2 separate regions of the Pan troglodytes genome follow, and region 2 is linked to region 1. Evidence: chromatin contacts called from public Hi-C data. All regions are on one chromosome and are shown on one strand. Each heading gives the region's core, a stretch centred on a gene start, on an enhancer-like site or on the middle of the called end of the contact. The rest is flanking DNA. Distances are from core to core; before and after follow the strand shown.

Region 1 (5,958 bases), core at 3,154-5,653:
AGCCTGGGCAACAAGAGCAAAACTCCATCTTAAAAAGAAGAAAGAAAATGTGGATGATCACTCTTGAAATTCTATGTGTGATAGTGTACATTGATTTAGTGTACTGTGAAGATACAGACTAATCACTCTCCTGCATGGTAAAATGCTTAAAAGCTCATTTTAGACCACAGTATAAACCTATATATAAAGCAACCATAATTTAATGAACTAATTCCTATGAATGTTGAAAATCTTAATTTTAATTAAATTTCAAAATGCTTTAACTAACATTATTGCTAGGTAGTACATGAAACAAATATATGTTGTGCAAGAAAAATAGCAGTGGTTTAAAAAAGGATAATACAATTTTTCTTTGGAAATATAACAATATTACTAAGAGCTGGAGCCTCACATTAATTTACCATAAATCAAATCAATTATACATACATTTATCTAGGCACGGACAATCTAAGGTCACTGTGCAAACCATAAAAATATCAAACATCCTCCTGTACTGGTTAATGTGAGTGATAGCTATTTCTTTACCAATTATCACTGTAGTATTTTTCTGCTCTTCCCTTCTCCTGAATAAGATTTATTAAAATACTCAGAATAATCCCTACTTCCTGGTAGCTCCGATCCAAAGCAAAATATAGCATAAGGTGCTTTAACCTACATACTATTCATGCCACAAAATGACTTTTTTTCATGGCTTCTTAAGTTTGCAAATGTTTTAAAAAACCATTTCTTAAAAACCTATACCCTTATATTTTTTGAAATATCCCTATCACTACTAATATGGCTTACATAATTGCCATAAAAAGGAATATGGTTGCATTATCTTCTATGACATTTTCAATTAAACTCTAAGTTCGGTATAAAAGGTTACATTTATTTATATAATGAAGAAACGGGAACAATTTTTCAAAAAATCTTCATTAAAAGAAATTTGACAGACTGAAGTTATTCTCTTTTCTACAACTAATTTTCCTCCATTAGCTACCATATAGATTTCAACTTAGTGTTCTATATACACTATGACATAAACATCGCTCAACAAGTTTAAGGGGATAATTTAGCTCAGAAACACATTCTGAGCTAAATAAATTATAGCTTAGCTTAACTTGAAGTTACAAAACAACAGACTTGGAAGGAACTTCATAGTTCAGCTAGACCACACAATTTTATGAAAAGTAAAATGAAGCCAATGGTAACACCAGAGAGCTAATATCCAGGGCATCTGGTTCAATATATCATTATGTTCCACTAAACACTCTGTCCTTTCCAAAAGCAATAGGTAAGCAACGACCTAGACAAGGGTCAAATGGCTATGTAGAATGGATACAGCTTCCCAAGTTGCTCCTCAGAACTGAGGCTCATGAAGCCATCTTGTAAAACATTCCCAGCTACCACTGTCACAAAAAAAATTAAAAAACAAAAAATCTGTTTAACACACAAAATCTAAATGGGCATGTTATCCTCCCAGTCTCAATTTTAATTAAGGTGCCAAGAAGACATAAAACAGCACATAAAAGAGAGGGTAAGAAAATGCAAGCATGTGCAGATTTATAAAGAAAATGGTCCTAAGAACAGGTCCATGTATCTTAGACACCTCAGTAAGATGAAGAATACAAACCCCTAATGGAGGAACACACAGAAGTTTCTGTCAGGAGAGTTTTAAAGAGATACCCTGGGAAGAACTGGGGGCCATAAATATTCCTTACACACATATACTCCTTTTCCAATCTGTCTCCTTGATCCTCTGTTAGGACAAATGAGAAAGTATTACCAAACTCCAAGCTTTAGGGGGTTAACTTTGAAATTGAAAAATGCAGTGAACTAGTGTGTTTTGATATCTGAGAGAGTGTTAGTCCATTTTGCAATGCTATAAAGAAATATCTGAGGCTGGGTAATTTATAAAGAAAAGCGGTTTCTTTGGCTCACGGTTCTGCAGGCTGTACAAGCATGCCACCAGCATCTGCTCAGCTTCTGTTGAGGCCTCGGGAAGCTTTTACTCATGGTGGAAAGCAAAGAGAATATGTAGGTCACATGGACAGAGAGTAACCAAAAGAGAGGGAGAAGGTCCCAGACCTTTTTGACAATCAGATCATGTGGTAACTCATTAACCACAGAGAGGGCAGCAAACCATTCATGAGGGATCCATCCCTGTGACCCAAACACCTCCCACCAGGCCCCACATCCAGCTTTGGGGATCACATTTCAACCTGAGATTTAGAGGGGCCACACATCCAAACTATGTCAAAGTGGAAATGGAACGATGACTGTGGACTGTCCCGACGAAGCGCTTTGGTGATGAAGCTGGAAGTGTGGTGTTGCTTCAGCATCAATCCACCCTCCCAGAAGATGCTGGTACAGGTGATGTGTGAGGGTATCAAGTTAACACTGCAGAGGTGGGAGTCTTAACGTTAGAGGTCATCTCATGTCCTGAGCAATATAGACCTGTCTGCAAGAGCAAGGACACTTTAAAATAGAGTGGTTGGATATGCACTTCCACCTGTCCATGGGATGAGAAGAGTAACAAATGTCCACCTAGATCTATCTGCCCAGGTTAAAGGGAACTTTAGGATGGTGGGTCCTAGCCAGATACACTGCCAGGTTACACCAAACTCTTTGTGAAAATATATATATTTTCTTTGTGATATATATATATATATATATATATATATATATATATATATATATATCAAAAGACATCTCTGTGGGATGTAGCCTTACATGATTCTTAGCAATTAAATGACATTTTTTAAAGTACCTTCATTGTCTGAGTGTGTGCAACCTTCAAACCAACGAATACTGTCAAGTGAGCAGATTTGCCCTGGAATTATGTTTCAAACTGCTCTTTCTGCTTAGCTCCTTTGCCTGCTCAAAATGAAAGTCAAAAGTGGGCACCCTGGGCCTGGCAGGGGATTGTAGAAGAGTACACAAAAATGGCATGCTTGTGCGAGAAAGATTTAGCTTGAAAAAAGAGGCCAGCCTTAAATTTTTATCTTCTAGGCCCAGGAAGCCGAAGCTAGCTTATGATTTCACCCCTTGACATCAAAAATGCAATCCCTCTGCCTATTGCCTGGATTCAGTTGTGTCTTCCCAAAATTCAGATGTTGCAGTCCTAACTCCCAGTACTTCAGAACATGACCTTCTTTGGAAACAGAGTTGTCGCACATGTAATTGGTTAAGCTAATGTCATCCTGGGGTAGAGAGGGCCCAGTATCCAATATGACTGATGTCCTTATTAAATAATGCCATGTGAAGATACAAACAGAACACAAGGAAATGTCATGAGAATATGAACGCAGAGATCTAGGTAGTACATCTACCAGACAAGGAAAATCAAAGATCGCCAGAAAATCTCTGCATGGGAAAAACTCTCCCTTGCAGGTCTTTGGAGGAATTAACCCTTCCAACACTTTGATCTTGAACTTCTAGTATCCAGAACTGTGAGATGGTAAATATTTGTTTAAGCCCCTCAGTTATGGCAATTAGTTACGGCAGCCGTAGCACACGAATACAACTGTCCTCCCAAGTTACCCCTTAGACCTGGGCAGCTAGCTAGCAGGAGAGGAGGTGAGTGTGAAGAAAGTAGACAGCAGAGGATGATGCCCCTATCCCACTACAGCCTTCATCTCCAGCTAAAGGATGACAGAAGCTTTATATTCAGTTTGGAGTTTGATTGCCTGGACATTTTAATGTCTGAATTGAGACTACATATGTTTAAAGTATCAATAGGTCTTAATCAAGAGTAAGCAGAAAAGCCATTGGATCTTCCAGAGATTTATCAAAAAGCAAGGGGAGATTAGTACCACTGGATAAAGTACAAAGAAACAGTAGCAGACAAAAATGAAGTCTCAGTGTGGTCAGAATCACACACGCTATGTCATATTTGGTCCACATCCCTCAAGACAAAATAAACACTATGCCCTAAACTCCCCATAAGTGACCAAGCTAACTCCAAATCCGAGGGTGTTTTTTTCCCTACAATAAATTACATTATCTGGTATTTGAAAAAGTGAAATAGTCTTTTTCCTTCAGTACATCTCCTACTATCTTATTTCCGTTGCCTTTTCTCTTGATCATTTCTAATTATTATACTATAATTGTTCTTCTGATTAATATTTCAGTGTGGTAGATTTTTGCAACAATAGCTAAAGTTATTCATCTTCCTGTAAACAAGCTCCTTTGTAATGGGACTTTTCAGCTCTTCCCATTCAGAGGTAGTTTTTTTTTCTCCTTCTTACCTGTTAACTGTCAGCTGTCCTTGTGACTTGCTTTGACCAGTGGTCATGTGCCATTCTCTAGTGTAAGTGTTAACAGATGTTGCACACTCCTGTCCTTTCTCTTGGAACCCTGCCATCGTCATGTGATCAAACTCTGGTTTACAGGAGAATCAAAGACCACAGGGGGCAGAGACAAACCAGCGGGGTAGCAACCAGCCAAGCTAGCAGCTAACTTCAGACACGTGAATGAGCTCAACCCAGACCACAAGAACAAAAGCAGAGGAATTCAACCCAAAATTCCACCCCCAAACCTTTGAGGGTTGGTTTTAAAAACTAACTTTATGGCGTGTTACATAACAAAGTTAATCGATATACTCTGCAAATAACCAGCCTGTATTTTACCACAATTATCATTTTATTTTTGCCAAATTCATAATTTTATGTCTACTTATGTGGTAGTGTATTATTCCTAAGTTAACACAGAAGCTAATAATAGTGAACAGGTTGTACAGTATATACTGCATGCTCATCAGCTACCTTTGAATTAAATGATCACTATGAGAAGATAAAATGAACACACTTCCAAAGAAGAAGAATAGCTATCTGGAAAGTGTTTCGATAGCACAGGAAATAGACAATTAGTATACATGGCCACTGGCAGCAATCGACTCACTTGATTGCTTACTATTACCCCTGTTTCCTTTTGGTGAACTGCTGTGGTTTTCACTGTCTTATTTTTGGCATAGGATTTTAACTCATCAATAGAAATAAGTGGGCTGTAAATATTAATAAGTAAAATGATACATAAATAACATGGCAACACTTCTTTTATTCTCGAATGTCTTGGTTAACCTGGAATTGTCAAGCTATATTTCAAAAATCTTTAAACTTTTGAAACATAATATTTACATCATGATTATGACAACAACTCACACAGGCTTCTACAACCCACTGTGAAACCTAGACTGTACAAAATGTAATGCAGAAATAATAATTATTCCCTGTTCTCTGCTGAGCAAATGGAGATAATTCAGGATGGGAAATATAAAATCTAAATGTTAAAGTCTATCTGAAATAAATAAGAATTCTTGAGTTAAAAGCTAGTGATTCACTGAAATCTGTTCTTTTAGTATTACATGAATAAAAATAATGTACTTATTTTAGGAACACAGGTTTATCTATTTGAGAGAATCAACCAAATGTTCCACTCTGTTTAGGCTCTGGCTCTCTCCTCAAATATCCAACACCACTTCTCCTATCGCCACTCTCAGATAATGACCTTATACTTCATTACAGCTACAAAATTGAAGAAATCAGAAGGGAACTTACACAAGGTCCCACCGTCACATGTAATATGTCCTCTAACTGTGACCAAATGCCTTCCCTTCTCTTCTATTACTATGGATGAACTCCTATTCCAAGCCAATTCTCCCAATTTCCCCTATAAACCTGTGGGCCCCTGTGAATTTCTGCTACATTTTCTTTTTTATCCAGCATGAAGTCCTCTAATGTTTATACACACATACATATATATATATATATGTAAAGAGAGAGAGAAATTGGGCAAGGATATGGTTTTAGCACACTAGTTATCAAACCACAGACCAACAGCAGCAACAGCACTTAGCAGCTTGATAGGAACGCAAATTCCCAGGCCTTAGACCAGGTCTATGAATCAAAACTTCTATCAGGAAGCCCAGTAATCTGTATTTAACAAGCCTTCCAGGTGATTCTGCTGCACAGTAAG
Region 2 (6,386 bases), core at 196-2,695, 610 kb before region 1:
CTATTTTGAAAAAAGCAGATTCATCAAATAAATCTTTGGCCAACAAATATTCAAGAATGATGTTTGCATCACACTTAGAGATCCAGCGTTTTCCAGGATTTGACATTTTCAATGATCAATAATTTCTATATTTTGTAAATGGAAATAGAACTACTAAAATCAGAATGCTATAAAGAAAATGACGTCTTTTGTTTCCAAAGTCAATATACTAGAGCGATACAAAAATAATAGTAAAACTGATGTATTTCTCGGCAAAGTTATCTCAGGGTAAACACTGCCGCCTTGAGTGCCAATGACTAGTATTCTCAGGGCAAATGGGAAAAGGGTTTTAAAGCTATTTTGAAATCTCTAAGAGATCACACATCTCCATCACTTTAGGGTTGGTCTCTGGTGCCTTATTTTGTCTGTTTGGTGAGGTCACGGTATCCTAAATATTCTTCATGTTTGTGGATATGCAATGACACCTGCATATTGAAAAATTAGGAATTTAGTGTTTGCCATCTGGCGTGTTTTTTTGTTTGTTTGTGTTTTTGTTTGTTTGTTTGTTTTTGAGAGAGAGTCTCGCTCTGTCACCCAGGCTGGAGTGCAGTGGCGCCATCTCGGCTCACTGCAAGCTCCGCCTCCCGGGTTCACGCCATTCTCCTGCCTAAGCCTCCCGAGCAGCTGGGACTACAGGCGCCCGCCACCACGCCCGGCTAATTTTTTAAATATTTTTAGTAGAGACGGGGTTTCACCGTGTTAGCCAGGATGGTCTTGGTCTCCTGACCTCGTGATCCGCCCGCCTCGGACTCCCAAAGTGCTGGGATTACAGGCGTGAGACTCCGCGCCCGGCAGCCATCTGGGGTTTTAGTGCTTGTTCTTCACGAGATTTCTAAGCAGACTGATTATTTTCTTTCAGCCGGTGGTCACTGCCTCTGTATCATCGCCAGATAATGCTCTAAGCCCATTTTTGTTACTAGTCTGCAGGTGTTGTGTTGCCCCATGTTCAGCACTAGATGGCAGCCTAAGCTGAGGTTTGCCACAGGTCTACTGTGGGTGTTTTGTTCCTGAAGGAAGGGAAATCTGGCAGTTGGGTCCATGGATTTCTTTCTGAGGCTGGGGAAGATCCAGATGCTCCATCCACAGTAACCAGCCTAGAGTCAGGCACTGCAGAGCTCCACTCTACTCTGTCTCATTGTGAAGGACCCGATGCTGGTCTCCAAGGCTATGTTTTCTTTCAACCTCCTTCTCCTTTCCTTAAACACACAGCATCCCTGTCCATGCTGTGCTGCCTAAAATTGAGGGATGGATTAAGTAGCCATTCCCATAGTCACCATGGCTACTGTAATGCTAGGTCATATTTGAAGTCCATGGTCACTGGGATCAGGGCAGCTATGGCCTCCTTGTCACTGAGGTTCGCCTGTGGTCTGAGGCTTCTGTAAACCACTGGGTAGTGCTGGCTGGAACATGAGACCATACTGCTGGGGCTGTAGGTTGCCTTTTAGAGCTGAGGCAAGTCCAGGTGGCTCTATCTGTCTGTGCGCCGTGGCCTGGAGCCAGAGGTTGTGGGATTCTGCCCAATACTGGACTTCATGCTGGGTTTCACCCTGGTAGGCCTGGCACGGGACTCCACGTCAAAGTCCTGCAGTTACTTCCCTCTCGCTTCCTGAGAGTTTTGTCTGTCTCTGAGTTGTGCTTCTTGGAGTTGGGAGAGGGGTGAAGATGGCAGTGTGACTCTGTCCTTCCTGCCCTCTTCATTGCATCTTTTCTTGTTTTTATGCTAAAATCAGGTACTTTGACCTCTCACCTGGTATTTTAAGCTCTTGTGAGGGTACCTTGGCCTTGAATAGTTGCTAAATTTGATGTTTCTGTGGGTAGATGATCGCTGGAGGGTCTTATTTGGCCATTTTGCTCTGCCTCTTCTTTGCTGATTTTTATTTATTTATTTATTCATTTATTTTATTTAGTTATATAGGTATTTTTTGAGACAGAATCTCATTTTCTCATTCAGGCTGGAGTGCAGTGGCATCATCGTGGCTCACTGCAACATCCGCCTCCCGGGTTCAAGTGACTCTCCTGCCTCAGCCTCCTGAGTAGCTGGGATTTTCAGGCACGTGACTCCACGCCTGGCTAATTTTTGTATTTTTAGTAGAGATGGGATTTCATCATGTTGGCCAGGCTGGTTTCGAACTCCTGGCCTCAAGCGATCCACCTGAATCAGCCTCCTAAAGTGCTGGGATTACAGGCATGAGTCACTGTGCCCGGCCTTTTCTGATTTTTAAATCTTTTCATAGACTTAAAACATATTACTGTGTCCTGCTTCATTTTTAACCTCTCATAAACTACTATACTTTTATTTACACTTTACAATTTGTTGAAGAAAAGTTTTGAATTGCTTTATTTTTAGTTTGTAGTGTTTAATATCTTAACTTCCATTAAACACAAAACAGTGGAAACAAAAACTAATGCAGAAAAAATTCATGAAACAATTCCAAAATAAATCTTATTGTTCAGGAAATGCATAGTTTAAAATTTAAGAAAAGCGAAGTTTGTGTACGAAATACAAATGCAGGCAAGTGTTCGCGTAAATGAAGGTAATAAGGGATTTCTCAATTTTGGTTTTGTTTTCTTAGTTGTTGTGATGTAGTGAGTGCTTAAATACATAGGATTTATACTTCTCACATTTTACTTTTTCTAATTCAAGAAGCTCTGTGCTGTTTTTTTTTTTTTCTTGAAGTATTACTTGAAACTTTGACTGGCATTTGCATCATGATTTTTTTAATTCTAGGTTTTATCCTCATGTATCACGATACATCTTTGATGATGGTAAATGATTTTTGTATTATTTATTCAAGGTTCTTGAAGTTTTAAAGCTCGACGACAATAAAAGAGAAAAGACTAAATATAAGAAAATATTTTGAGTGCTACAATGTAGATTATATATATATATATATATCCTTTTATAATTAAACACAGAAATTAGAATAATTTTTATAGGATACTTTTGCAGAACTGAATTGCTCTAATTATTCCTGTGCTTTGAAATACTATGGCTACTTGCCAAATGTGGGTATTCCACTTTAAATTAATTAACCTTAAGTAAAAATTTAAAATTATATATTCATTCCTATGCTCAGGAAATCTCTATGGCCAGTGTATACTGCATTAGATAATATAAGCCTTAACATTGTCACAGAAAGTGCTATTGTACAGAATTATTTAAACAATGTAAGGCAACTGAAATGATTGTGAAGCAAAGAACAGTTTACCTATTAAAACGTGTATCACTTTTGTAACATTCGACCTTATCAGTAAGGTCCTTACTTTTTAGCCTGTTAATACATGTGTTTTTAAATTGCTAATGGTTTTACCTGGAGAACTGAGGTTCATTCTAAACAAAGTTACCTTAATGCATATCAGTAAATATAGTCATTTGCTAATCGATACTCATGTGATCATGCAAGGAGTAATGTGTCACAGATTTAATTCTCTCAAAAACTATACTGTATCTTCTGATTAGTGCCTATTTTGTCATGCTTAAATTGCTTAGAGTAGGAGTTGGTCAAATTAATTTAATCAATTATCTTTCAACACGTGTGAGTAAAACCAGATCTTGAAGAAATAATTTTACCTTGAAAGTTCAATAAACTTTTCCTCTACTTTTGCTTTGCTTCTGGAATTTAGATCCTCTGACCGTCTTCAAATGCCCAGTTAGTTTGTAATATATTCTTTCTATATCCTAAAGAGTTAGTCCATACCCTAATGAAACGGAATAATTTATTGGGTATTTATGGAGTCTGTTACTCCATCCTAAAGTGAATCCTCAGCGTGAGAATGGTTTGATCATTCTTTTGTTCAGCTTTACATTGCTTGGTTGGTATGATCAACGTTACTCTTTGGTCAATTTATTGACAAGTAAATTTAAGAATAACTATAAACATCCACTTAGCTCAAATAGCTTATACTTGGCATTGGTCCATATGAACAGACTGGTTTTGCATTGTTCTTACAGAGGCTGATAAAATATTATGTTCAGCAAAACTTTCTAAGGGAGTGAACTTATTGTAGAGCTTCAGGAGAACAATATTGGTGATATATATGACCTCGACCTGCAAGGAAATATTTACACTACGGCCATTCTTTAACAACAAGAACATGAACTGTCAAAATACTTACTTTCTTTAAAAACTACGCTGAATTTTTTGTTTAGAAAGGAGTCCTTTTCTTTAAACATTTTAATAAGCATCATTCTATGTGCTTATTAAATCATAATTAAAAATTATGATTAAAATATTTAAAGAAAAGCTTTGAGTAGCAGCTCAGATGTCTCTGTATTAGCAAAAGAGGCAAGGGAAAGAAAGTCGTTTTACTTGGGCAAGATATCCAGTGGTTTGAGAATTTAAGTGAAATTTTATATTGCAAAAATGTGTTTTTCTTTTCTAAAGGAAAATAACTTGCTGCCTTTTGTACATTTTTGTGGGTCCAATTCTATTCATGTGTCTTTTTAATTAACTCAGTAGGTATTTTATCTATGGTATAAATGGAAAACTTCATAAGCAATTGAAAATTGCATTTGCCTTACAAAATATAGTATTTCAAATCCATATACTGGAGGTTACCCAAGGCTAAATGCCTTTTTTCATAACACAAAAAACTAAAGTATAGAGGGAAGACTTTTGGCACGTTTTGGAATCAAACAGGAAGACACAGCTAAATATATGATGTGATGATGGTTAAGCTTCTTGCTGAACGTTTTCTAAGGTTAAAAACCTGATCTCTGCCTTTGCATGTATGCTACATAATTTATAATGTCTAATGATTTTTGGAAGTTAGTTGTAAGCATGAAGAAGGCAAGGGCATGTTCTTGAATAGTTTCTACAAACTGACCTATTTCTCTTTTATTTCTATTATGCTGCGTGTAATCCTCACACTTGAAGGTCATACAAGCTTGTCTAAAATACCTTAAGATATACAAACTGCAGTTTAATGTGGGTTTTCCCTGCTTGCAGGTAAACTAATCACAAGACCATTACATTAATCCAGTAAAATTTGTATATTATTTTGTGCTCTTCTGAATATACTTCATAAGAGCTCAGTATCACAATATATAGATAAATTTTCAATATAATTTTACTTAATATAATATCAGTATTTTTTTGGAGAAGTACAAATCTTCTGTTATATTTCTTCATATCCTGTCTATTAACCTAATGAGGAACTTTGGCTCTTCCAGAATGTCATGTGAATTTCTACAGTTAGTCCAGAGTTTTGACTTATCTTTTGCAGTATGATTTTGAGTTTGTTCCATGAATCCTCCAGTAGGTCAGAGGATTCCCGAGAGATCAGGGAAGTACAGGGCATCTGTTTGCAGAGTGCAGAGGACTAGTACATTGCCCTCTTTAAATGAAATATGCCACCTTAATGATTAATGGTGTAAGTTTAATGTCCTGAGAACCTCACAAGAACAGACCTAGTTTTCATTTGTTTTCATTATAATCTTCATACATGGGGGAAACACAGAATTTTGTTAATATTTAGATATAAAACTGATTGTTTAGTATCTACATTCTCTTTTAGCATATAATACTTCCAAAACATAAAGTGATCTCATAATTAATGACACTTCTTTGGAATAACACAGCCTCACTACTTTGGTAGTTGTAATTAAAAGTCCACGTTCAATCAAAATGTCACGCAAGGTTCTTATTCAACAAACTACCAAATTCCCCCGACATTTCATTTGCTTCAAGACACTGCAGCAAATTGTTCATTTATTGATCTTGAATTGGTAGGTAGATATGTCTATATATCTATATCTATATCTTTCCAGTTTCAAATATAAGAATATAATCAGTAATTAAAAGAAACAAAGCTCTTTTTAACACAAATTGCCAAAGAAATTTGTTATGTAGAGCTTCCTAAGGAGATTATGGAGGAAAACAATATAAAATGCTGCAAAATTCTCAGCAAACTATCGCAAGGACAGAAAACCAAACACCACATGTTCTCACTCATAGGTGGGAATTGAACAATGAGAACACTTGGACACAGGAAGGAGAACATCACACACCTGGGCCTGTCATAGGGCGGGGGGAGAGGGGAGGGATAGCATTAGTAGATATACCTAATATAAATGATGAGTTAATGGGTGCAGCACACCAACATGGCACATGTATACATATGTAACAAGCCTGTGTGTTGTGCACATGTACCCTAGAACTTACAGTATAAAAAAAAATTGTCATACGTTAAAATGTACTTTTTGGGTGTATTAAAAAAAAAGAAAGAATGCTGCAAAAACAGTTTTAGAGTAAAAGAGGAAACCTGTTTAGGTTTTGTTTGTGTTTTTGTTTTCTTTTCTTTCTTTCTTTTTTTTTTTTTTCTGGAGACAGGGTCTCACTCCATTG

What was found. Hi-C and Micro-C count contacts between places; a contact is called where the count stands out from the background.
Region 2: a contact with region 1 is called in a Hi-C map of induced pluripotent stem cells, with 1.8 times the contacts expected there. The contact joins two enhancer-like sites. A contact is called at or near these places in 2 of 7 Hi-C or Micro-C datasets (induced pluripotent stem cells and stem cell-derived neural progenitor cells).

Annotation. Positions count from the first base shown.
Region 1 is chr7:21,945,351-21,951,308 of NHGRI_mPanTro3-v2.0_pri, reverse strand. No RefSeq gene overlaps it. Among named protein-coding and RNA genes, the nearest start is that of DLC1, 81 kb to the right of the region's middle. Within about 2 kb of position 4,403, at least 1 of the 24 cell types and tissues checked has an H3K27ac peak or open chromatin away from gene starts, as enhancers often do. A contact at or near this core is called in induced pluripotent stem cells, where this site is marked.
Region 2 is chr7:22,548,095-22,554,480 of NHGRI_mPanTro3-v2.0_pri, reverse strand. The region is part of intron 3 of SGCZ (sarcoglycan zeta); the gene reads left to right. Among named protein-coding and RNA genes, the nearest start is that of MIR383, 610 kb to the left of the region's middle. Within about 2 kb of position 1,445, at least 1 of the 24 cell types and tissues checked has an H3K27ac peak or open chromatin away from gene starts, as enhancers often do. A contact at or near this core is called in induced pluripotent stem cells, where this site is marked.